3 separate regions of the Mus musculus genome follow, and regions 2 and 3 are each linked to region 1. A link is a contact called in public Hi-C and promoter capture Hi-C data. All regions are on one chromosome and are shown on one strand. The core of a region is the stretch at or near the end of the contact, and the rest is flanking DNA. Distances in the headings are between cores, read along the strand shown. Region 1 holds the start of Ngb (neuroglobin). Region 2 overlaps Sptlc2 (serine palmitoyltransferase, long chain base subunit 2). Region 3 holds the start of Ahsa1 (AHA1, activator of heat shock protein ATPase 1).

Evidence for each region. A called contact is a pair of places that touch in the nucleus more often than the background predicts. Capture Hi-C pulls out chosen DNA fragments and counts their contacts.
Region 2: a Hi-C map of embryonic stem cells shows a contact between it and region 1, with 2.0 times the contacts expected there. The contact joins the enhancer-like site here to the promoter of Ngb in region 1. A contact is called at or near these places in 9 of 39 promoter capture datasets (the C10 cell line, embryonic stem cells, frontonasal cranial neural crest and 4 more), 1 of 15 datasets of contacts at CTCF or cohesin (pro-B cells), 4 of 484 Hi-C or Micro-C datasets (cortical neurons, embryonic stem cells, liver and 1 more), 2 of 115 datasets of contacts at active chromatin or transcription factors (embryonic stem cells and large pre-B cells) and 3 of 9 other capture datasets (adipose tissue, liver and pancreatic islet).
Region 3: a contact with region 1 is called in a promoter capture Hi-C map of adipose tissue. The contact joins the promoter of Ahsa1 here to the promoter of Ngb in region 1. A contact is called at or near these places in 7 of 39 promoter capture datasets (embryonic stem cells, frontonasal cranial neural crest, hippocampal neurons and 3 more), 9 of 115 datasets of contacts at active chromatin or transcription factors (the 230-238 cell line, the SCID.adh cell line, SST interneurons and 5 more) and 4 of 9 other capture datasets (adipose tissue, embryonic stem cells, liver and 1 more).

What each region holds. Positions count from the first base shown.
Region 1 is chr12:87,101,139-87,103,901 of GRCm38.p6, forward strand. Ngb (neuroglobin) reads right to left here and starts at 1,401. Exons shown (of 4, transcript NM_022414.2): 1 at 1,034-1,401. The coding sequence starts at 1,122.
Region 2 is chr12:87,329,744-87,332,506 of GRCm38.p6, forward strand. The region is part of intron 9 of Sptlc2 (serine palmitoyltransferase, long chain base subunit 2); the gene reads right to left. Among named protein-coding and RNA genes, the nearest start is that of Ism2, 31 kb to the left of the region's middle. Within about 2 kb of position 1,433, at least 45 of the 459 cell types and tissues checked have an H3K27ac peak or open chromatin away from gene starts, as enhancers often do. A contact at or near this core is called in embryonic stem cells and pre-B cells, where this site is marked.
Region 3 is chr12:87,265,365-87,268,127 of GRCm38.p6, forward strand. Ahsa1 (AHA1, activator of heat shock protein ATPase 1) reads left to right here and starts at 1,364. Exons shown (of 9, transcript NM_146036.2): 1 at 1,364-1,557. The coding sequence starts at 1,478. Vipas39 (VPS33B interacting protein, apical-basolateral polarity regulator, spe-39 homolog) reads right to left here and starts at 922. Exons shown (of 20, transcript NM_001142580.1): 1 at 788-922.

The DNA of each region.
Region 1 (2,763 bases), core at 151-2,650:
TACTGAGCACTAAGTATTTCCCATGTGGTTAACTGTGATTGAGCACTGCCCCCCCCCCCCCCATACAGTTAAGCAGTGAGTTCAAAGGAAGAAACAGAAGCTCAGAGAGTTTGTTAAGCAAGCTGCCTTAAGTTACACAGTAAAGCCACAGTGGGTATCAGAATCTGGGGGAATGAGTTTAGAAAAATACAGTTGGCACAACCAAAAAAACTTCAGCCTCGCTGGGGAGAGCTTGCATTTTTGTGTAACTCTTTTGTGTCACTGAATTTATTCCCTTTCCATCTGGAAGAGGCTTTGTAAAGTCCTGTTTGAAAGTTTTGAGCTGGCCTAGGGAGCTGCGATGAGGGAGTGTGGCCCTTTGGTGACAGAGCCTGAGGTGAAGCTGAAAACCAGCAGGCTTTCTGTGGGGTGGTCTCTCTCTCTCTCTCTCTCTCTCCCTCCCTCCCTCCCTCCCTCCCTCCCTCCTTCTCTCTCTCTCTACCTCCCCTCCCCCCCCGGGGGGGGGGCGGTGAGACTGGATGCCTCCCTCCTGGAGCTTCTCTGGTCCTAAGCCTGTGCTTTCTCATCTTACTGGTAGCTGAACTTGAGTTCTCCTGGGCCAGGACTACATGGTCTCCTTCCATTCGAGCGGGAACGGGGTCCGTTCTACCGTTCTAGGTGCCTGCATACACTAACTAGCCCTTTGAGTCACTCATTTCCTCCTACCGGCCCAGCTCCTGTGAGTGGCCCTGCATTTACTAGCCACGGGACACTGAGATAACAATGGGAGGAGAGTGGGGGCATTGCATCTACCTGCCCACACTGTGGGTGCTGGTAAAGGACCCCATCGGACCTCAACCAGTTCAGATAAGAGCTACTGCTATCCGGGAAGAGCAGATGGGACAGCACCACCTGTCGCTGCGCACACACCCCTCTCTCAGAAGCACCACAGCAGGCGGGCAATTTCTCCTCCATCAGTGACAAGCCAAGCAATCTCGAGCCCACTACGGTTAGGCACCCCTTCACTCGCGCCCCAGTGCCCCGCAGCTCTCACCTGGCGAACAGGACAGTGCCATGTTCCAGAGGGCTGCGGCTCACTACCCGCCAGCTCTGCCGGATCAGCTCTGACTCCGGGCGCTCCATGCTCTCTCTCCCAGGAGACTCGCGGGACGCAGTGATGGGACCCTCGAGGCGTGGGTGCAGTCAACGCACATGCAGCGCCATCTCCTCGGCGACGCGGGGGAGCCCCCCTCCAGGCCCAGTGCCTTAGTTGGGTGGGGCCCAGCAACTGCGCCTTTACTGGTCCAGCCCAGAGGATGCGCACGGCCAGCTTGGCCTCGGGCGCTTCCGGGGACCCCGCTTGGGCAGCTGCGCCCTACACCCCGAAGCTCCCAGAGAACCGCCCATTAAAGCTACGGTGGCTCCCACCCACTCTGGCCCAGTGAGGCTTGCGCGCTCCCTCTGCACCCGCCTTAGGAAGGTACTACCCGAGGCCTGGGAAATGTCCAGGCTTCAGAGTCTAACAGAAATTGCCGAGCCTCTGGGCTTGTTTTAGTCTTGAAAACTAATGATATGACTGCTTCTCTGGACTGGCTTGTGCCACATGCCTGTAATCTCAGCCTTGAGAGGCAGAAAACTGAAAGGATTAATACCAGTCTGGGCTACATAAATTGTGTCATTCCCCTCCAGTACTAAGTAAATAATCACTTCCTATTTCTGATGAAGCGACTGGGAGGCCCAGTGTTCAAGGTGAGTCCCATCTCTCCACTGAAAAACTCTCGGGTTTGCCATCTCCTGGGCTCATGGTCTCCTGTCTTCTCTAGAGTTCAGCTAGAGGGACCTAGGTCACCAAACTGGTCTGCCTGTCTGTCCTCTGCTCAAACCCTGGGTACTTGCACAACTTTGGGTTCACCAAAGCTCTCTCTCAGTTTAAGGGGCAGAGGCCAAAACATAGACATCTCCAGACAAGTGTGGGCTCCAATCTCAGGTCTGTTGGATCACCTCAGCCCCCAGACAGTAACTAGTAATGCGCTGCGTACACATTCATGGAGTTAACGTCATGTTCTGCCATCGCACGACCTACTGAAAATGGTGATATGAACCCCAAACAAGTAAACCCCCAACACCCTCCAAAGTCAAAACTAAGAAACGAGGTGCTGGGGATGGTCCAATGGGCATCCTTTCAGCAATTGTGAACACACACATACACAGAGCTGGAGTAGTGGTCTAATCCCAGTACTGAGGAGGCAGAGGCAGGCAGATCTCAGTGTGTTTCAGGACAGCCAGGGTTCTGTAGAGAAACTGTCTCAAAAAAAAAAAAAAAAAAAAAAAAAAAGAAGAGGCCACCTGACTCTAATAGGAGCACTGAGAGTTAGAAAACTGTAGGATTTCTAGGGCTCCGCTAGCAAGACATTGACCTCTAAGGACAGTGAGAGACTGTCCCAAAAAATTAGCTGGAGCAACTGAGGAAGAAACACAAAACACTATTTTCTAAACGTAGTTCAGGTAGGTCCTGTGTTTGCCACTCGGAGTGTGCAGCTGGCCACCTTCCAGGTAGCTGTGTTGTTCTCTTTCAAGCATGACTGTTCTTTCCAGGGGCCCAGGCTTTGGAGGACACACTCCCTTTATCTTTCACTATCTTTGAGTCTCTTCTGCTTCCTCAGATGTACTGGAAGGGATTGAGTGGCAAGCTCTCTCTCCACAGTCCTTATCGAATGGATATAAATCAGTGCCCTTGGTTTTCAGTTATGAGCAGACTGTGATCCCTCGGACAACCCCATGTTA
Region 2 (2,763 bases), core at 183-2,682, 230 kb after region 1:
GAAAAATCACAGGAAACAATTAATACAGATTCAACCCTTAGGCATATTCTCATTTCTGGTTATTAAGCTGTCAGAAGATAACTGGTCTCAGTATCTCGTTACTGGCATATACAAAGTAGTTGTGCAACAACAGATTCATAAAGATGAAGGACTCCTGTGACCAACTCTTCTGGGAGAAAAGAAGCAATGCCAGTCAATCATGTGGTGGTGTGCAAAGTCAGGTATGTTCTTCACCACAGACAAGGCCACATCGGTCACAAACCCAAAACGATGAGTAGAAAGCGAAACTGTGTGTTAGCTCAAATAAATGAACACAAAACTGTAGAGAAAAAAATCTGACTATAAGATAAAGCTTCCAAATAATTAAAATAGAGCTAAGGAAATTTACCTGCTTTAACCTTTGAATATTTAAGAGCTTAGCCTCCCCACAGCATGCAACCACATTTCCAAATGAGGGGCCTCTGGTTCAGGGCTCCATGCCTACCCCAGGGGAACCCAAGTGCCTTCTTTAGGTTTTCTACTAAGAACAAAGTTCCATTTTATGGCCAAGTGTACTTCTGTTCAAAAACTAGCTTAAAGTCTGATGCTTGTGGGCATCTTAATAGCCAGTTTCAAACTGACTGAAAGAAGAAACAAAAATGAGTTTCCTACTATAAAAAACTTATTTGCATTTGGATTTTAAAAAGGAGATGAGAGTGGAAGAAGGAAAAGCTCTTGGTGAACCGGTTGCTGAGTCAGGGAGAGGAAGTAGGCGGTCAAATCCCCACCCCCACCCTGTCATCTGTCATGCTGAGTATTCACTAGAAAAATTGGGTGTTTTGTGGAAAATTAGCTGAACAGAATAAGAAAATTAGAAATAGGTCATAAAACAGTTTGCTTTAATAAAACATTAAATATGGCCCGAAGTAGAAGCAGATGGACTAAAAAACCACATCCTATTTGGAACAAGGTACAGAGAGGACTTGGCCCACATGTGGGCTCAAATTTCCTCACCTGTAAAGCAGTCTTAATGCTTATTGATTTTAAAAAGTTAAAGCCGTTGGCTAAAAGGCCTTTGTGTTAGACAATGAAGGAGTTTTTTTCCTTTAATTTTTGGTAAGCGATAAAAGACTCCACGGGGGCGGGGGCGACTCACTTAAAGTTTGCTTAAGCAGGTTAGATCTTTGCTTCAAATAATTTACACATTAAGTTTCATAGAGGACATGGTGTGTAAGGCAGAGAAGGCAGAGAGAAGGGCGCAGAGAATTAAGAAAGGAGCAAGGTGAACCAAGGAGAAAGTTTCTTGTCGAGACTAGTTCTTCCCAGGCATCTCACGGAGCCACTCAAAGGCTGTTTTCAAAGGCACAGAGCACATCTTGTTCAACTCCAGCACAGAGCTGGTCCCTGATAAATGCTGACACAAACATGTCTTGACAGCAGTGCTCTAGGCACTAAGGCACAGGACAGGGGGTCTGGCCTAGAGCTCAGCACTGGAGTAACTGCTCAAATGTGCAAGGTAGGGATGAAACCATTCACCAGAAAATTCGCTCTGCCTCTCTCCTCTTCTAATCGCTGGGCTTGGCTCATTGCCTCCTCTCCCCCACTGATCTGGATAGGTTTCTAAACAATCTTCATTAAAACACAGTAATAAAGGACAAAGCAGGAAGCAATCGCTCCTGGGCTCGGAAGGCAGTGCTAAGGTGGGTCAAACGTCCTGAGTAGCATGCAGTTCTCTACAAGATCATACAGATGCTTCTTCAAAGACAGCACTTGCCATCTCCTAAATTAGTTGCTGGATCATTTAACACCTCATTAGCAAGTCTATTGCTGGGTTAATTCAAACAGGCCAAACCTGAGTTTAATTAAACTTCAGCCTACCCAAGTTCTACAGCAGTAACAGAATTTACCTAGGTTCTTTAGAAGCCAAGTGCAGTGAAGTTTTCCATATGGAAGTGCGTTGTGCAGTCCCTGTAAAAGCCACCTGTTAAATGCATGTATCCAACTCACTTTGTCTTTGATGTGGCCATGGTGGTAGCATCCAACTACACGTGAAAAACACTGTACACAAAGCACTAAATTATTTTACATCCAATTGCAGTTCTGGAATTTTTTTAAACATCTTAGTTGATTTTTATGGATATTTTGATTCATTAAAAAGGTCTTGGATCTAAAATCCACTACAGAATGTGGTCAGTGATGCATGAAGGACAAGCTAGCTCTCCGGATTTGGTGGGCTTTTCAGAACTTCCCCGGACTCTTCTACTCACCTGCTCTTACTTGATATTGACAGTGAAAGAGAGCCAACAATGACAGTAATTCTAGGGGACACGGGAAGGCTGGCCAGGAGGAAGGAAACGGAGCAGTAAAGGCGAGCAGAACTGTAGCTCCTCCTCCCTGGCTGGCTGCAGCTTTCTGAGCAGCACTCTTCTCCTAACAGCAGCACAGACCATCTCACTTTGAATCTCATTTTAAGCAGGATTTAATATGCTTAATGAATTATTTTAAAGCTCTATTAAAAAACCAATATAGGAACATGCAACTTTAATAGAAATAAAAATGCTCCCTCCCCAGCCTCCTACTCCCAGGAAGCAGTGCTGGGTTTTGTCTGCCTTTCCTGGTTTTAAGCTCCACAATGTTAAACCTCTTTGTCTTGTTCCATCATTCCTCAGTGGAGTCTGGGAACGGTGTCCTAGAACATAGTCCTTCTAGAGCATGTTTTCTCCGTGAATCACCACCAATTTGCATAACTTTACATTTCTTCTTTTGGCTAGACACTTTCATAAA
Region 3 (2,763 bases), core at 114-2,613, 160 kb after region 1:
GGTTTTTGGATCCTAGACTCTTTCTTTTCTTTTTTCACTTTTGGGAAAACTAGACAGATCTTTACAATGGTAACTAGAAATAGGTAGAGAATATGTCTAACAAACTTAGTACTTCACCAAGAATTCTTAAGACTCTTTTTACAGTAGTGGATACATTGTATTTCGAGTGACAAAAGAGACCGTGATTTACGTGGTAAGTAAAATGGTAACAATTTATAACTCTAAGAATGCTCAAAGGAAAGCGGGCTTCAACGTGATTTAAAATGCTTCCGAGATTTGATCTTATCGTCACCTGTACACTGACAGTCTGACATGGATAGGGGGACAGATGCGAGAGGACGGGAACACGACATAGGGAAAACAGGACCCGTTTAAAACACAAAACAAAACAAAACCAAAAACCAAAACCCTACAACCAAGAGGTTCCTTGCCTCAGGGTACTGTAGAAACCAGCTACTGGAAGTTAAGCTAGGTTTTTAAGGCGATGTTTGAGAACAAAGACCTGAGAGATTGGATTACAGGAGCAAGGTCCAGGAAACCACGCATCTACCACAAACACCAGAGCCTAGAGGGTGCCTGAGAAGACATATTCAGAACCAAATGTTGAGTAAGCTGCTTTGAGGCTTGCTGGAAAGCCCCATCTCGGAGCTCCCAAGAGTGGTCCCGACAGAAGAAGGTCGGAGTGAGAGTGTAAGGATGCCTCAGAAAAGACAGGGAAAGAAAAGGGTGCGGAGAGGGTGGGTTCACCTAGACACGAGGCCTAGACAGGGGCTTGGGACACCCTCACCTCTTCCACACCGAGCGCTCCTTCTCAGGACAGCGCCAGGCTCAGCCGCTGGACCAGCCTTTCTAAACAGGCTGTGAGGCATAGAGAAGAGCAGAAGGGGACAGCGGAGAAGAGTCTGAAGAAGGTGAAAGGAATACCCGCAAAGCATCCTGGAAGTTGTAGTTCCATAACCTCTATCATTCTTTCGTCCTCCCTGCGGGCCGCGAGGCTTCTGGACTAGCATTCCCAGAAATACTAGCGCATAGTGCTAGGTCATTTCCTTTACTTTCAGCATGACCTTCCGCAGTTATCGGAAGGGTTGGTTTAAAGACTACAACTCCCATCAGGCTCAGCAAGGTCGGTTTAGGGCCCAAGGAGACAATGAGAGGAATATTTTGTGTCCTAGCCGGTGGGGATTAGGATCTTGAGGGCCTAGACTTAAGAGCTTTTAAGATAAACTGAGAGAGCTGGAAGGAACGCCAGAAGTTACGGAACCTACGGCTCGGCGAGCTGGAACGGAAGTACCCGGTAAGAGCGAGGAGGAGCCGGAAGTTAAGGCTGGGAGGGGGTTGGGGTGGAGGGAAAAGCAAGCCAGGAGGTGCTGTGCTGCTTCTAGTAGTTTCCAGGCGCTGCCAGGCGGCTGGGACCGAGCGGTCCTCAGGCTGTGGCTGCGGCTGCTTGGGAGCTGGTAGCGGTGCGATAAGTGAGCTGATGGCCAAGTGGGGTGAGGGAGACCCACGCTGGATCGTGGAGGAGCGGGCGGACGCCACCAACGTCAACAACTGGCACTGGTATGGGCCAGCAAGACAGGCCGCAGGAGCACTGTTAACAGGCTAGGGGTTGGAGGTGTCTGGGACCTTGGCGAGTACGGGACCCAAGTAACCCTGGCCTGGGGTTGGGCGTGAGTCCTTTCTGTAGCAGGGGTCCCCTCCATCCCTCGCCACCATCACAGTCTTAGGGGCGATGGGTTCGACATGGACTGCTGAGTCCCCAAGGAGGAATTTCAGAGCGAGAACAGAGTGCCCTAGTTGCTGCATCCAGCCTGAGCCGGGTGATACTTCCTACACGTGGCCGCAGGCGTCCTTGAGATCCAGACCCCTGCCGATTGTGTTGGGAGTCTGCTGGGGAATTCGAGAGCTCCAGGCGCGGTAGTTGTTGGTTTGCGGGTTACAGTGAAAGCAAAAGTCATAGGGGACTACTGCCTCAGTCCAGCGTGAGAAGCTTTGGAACGTGATCTGCAGGGCACTTGGAGCTTCGGGATGCTGAACGCAATGCAGTCTCCTACCCGGAACTGTTAAGTTCTGTTGTAACAACTCCAGGTTGCCCGGCAGTCATGATTTTACAGCCTAACCGGTCTTGGAAGCTGCCTCATCTCTCAGAAATCTTCTGGAAACAAAGTTATTTGGAGTGCCACTGAACTTTACAGACATTATATTTTTTTTCCTCAGTTATAGCTTTTTGATTTTTAAATAGCTGTACTAGAAGGGCAAAGAATTGATTTTTACCGTCTTTTTTTTCCCCCTTCAACCTGTCTCTTTTTAACATTCTACTTGATGTAATTTTTCTTGTGGACTTTGTGACACTGTCTAGAGGATGTAGGATGTGTAGGGCAAAGTTTGAACACTGAACGGGACACAACACTGTTAATGAGGCTAGCATTATTGTTGGTTTGTTTTGTTTTTTTAAACTGAAGTTCTTAGCAAAAATGCTTGCTTGTCTTTGCTCTCCTGACTTAAGCAGTATGGTCACATCTTTCTTCTTGGCCAAATGGGGGCGCCATTTTAACGGTCAAGGCTCATTGTGCTAAGACTGGAAAGTATTAACTTGGTTTGCACAGCACCTCTCTTTGTTGACAACTCGCCACCCCTTTGGATTCCTAAAAGTAGCATGTTTGTGGACATTCTAGGGTAGAATTGAGAGGGTTGGGTTGTTTTCTGCCTCCTTTAACCTTGCAGTCACCTGCTGAATGAAACAGTGCGTTCTCCTCTTGACTGCCA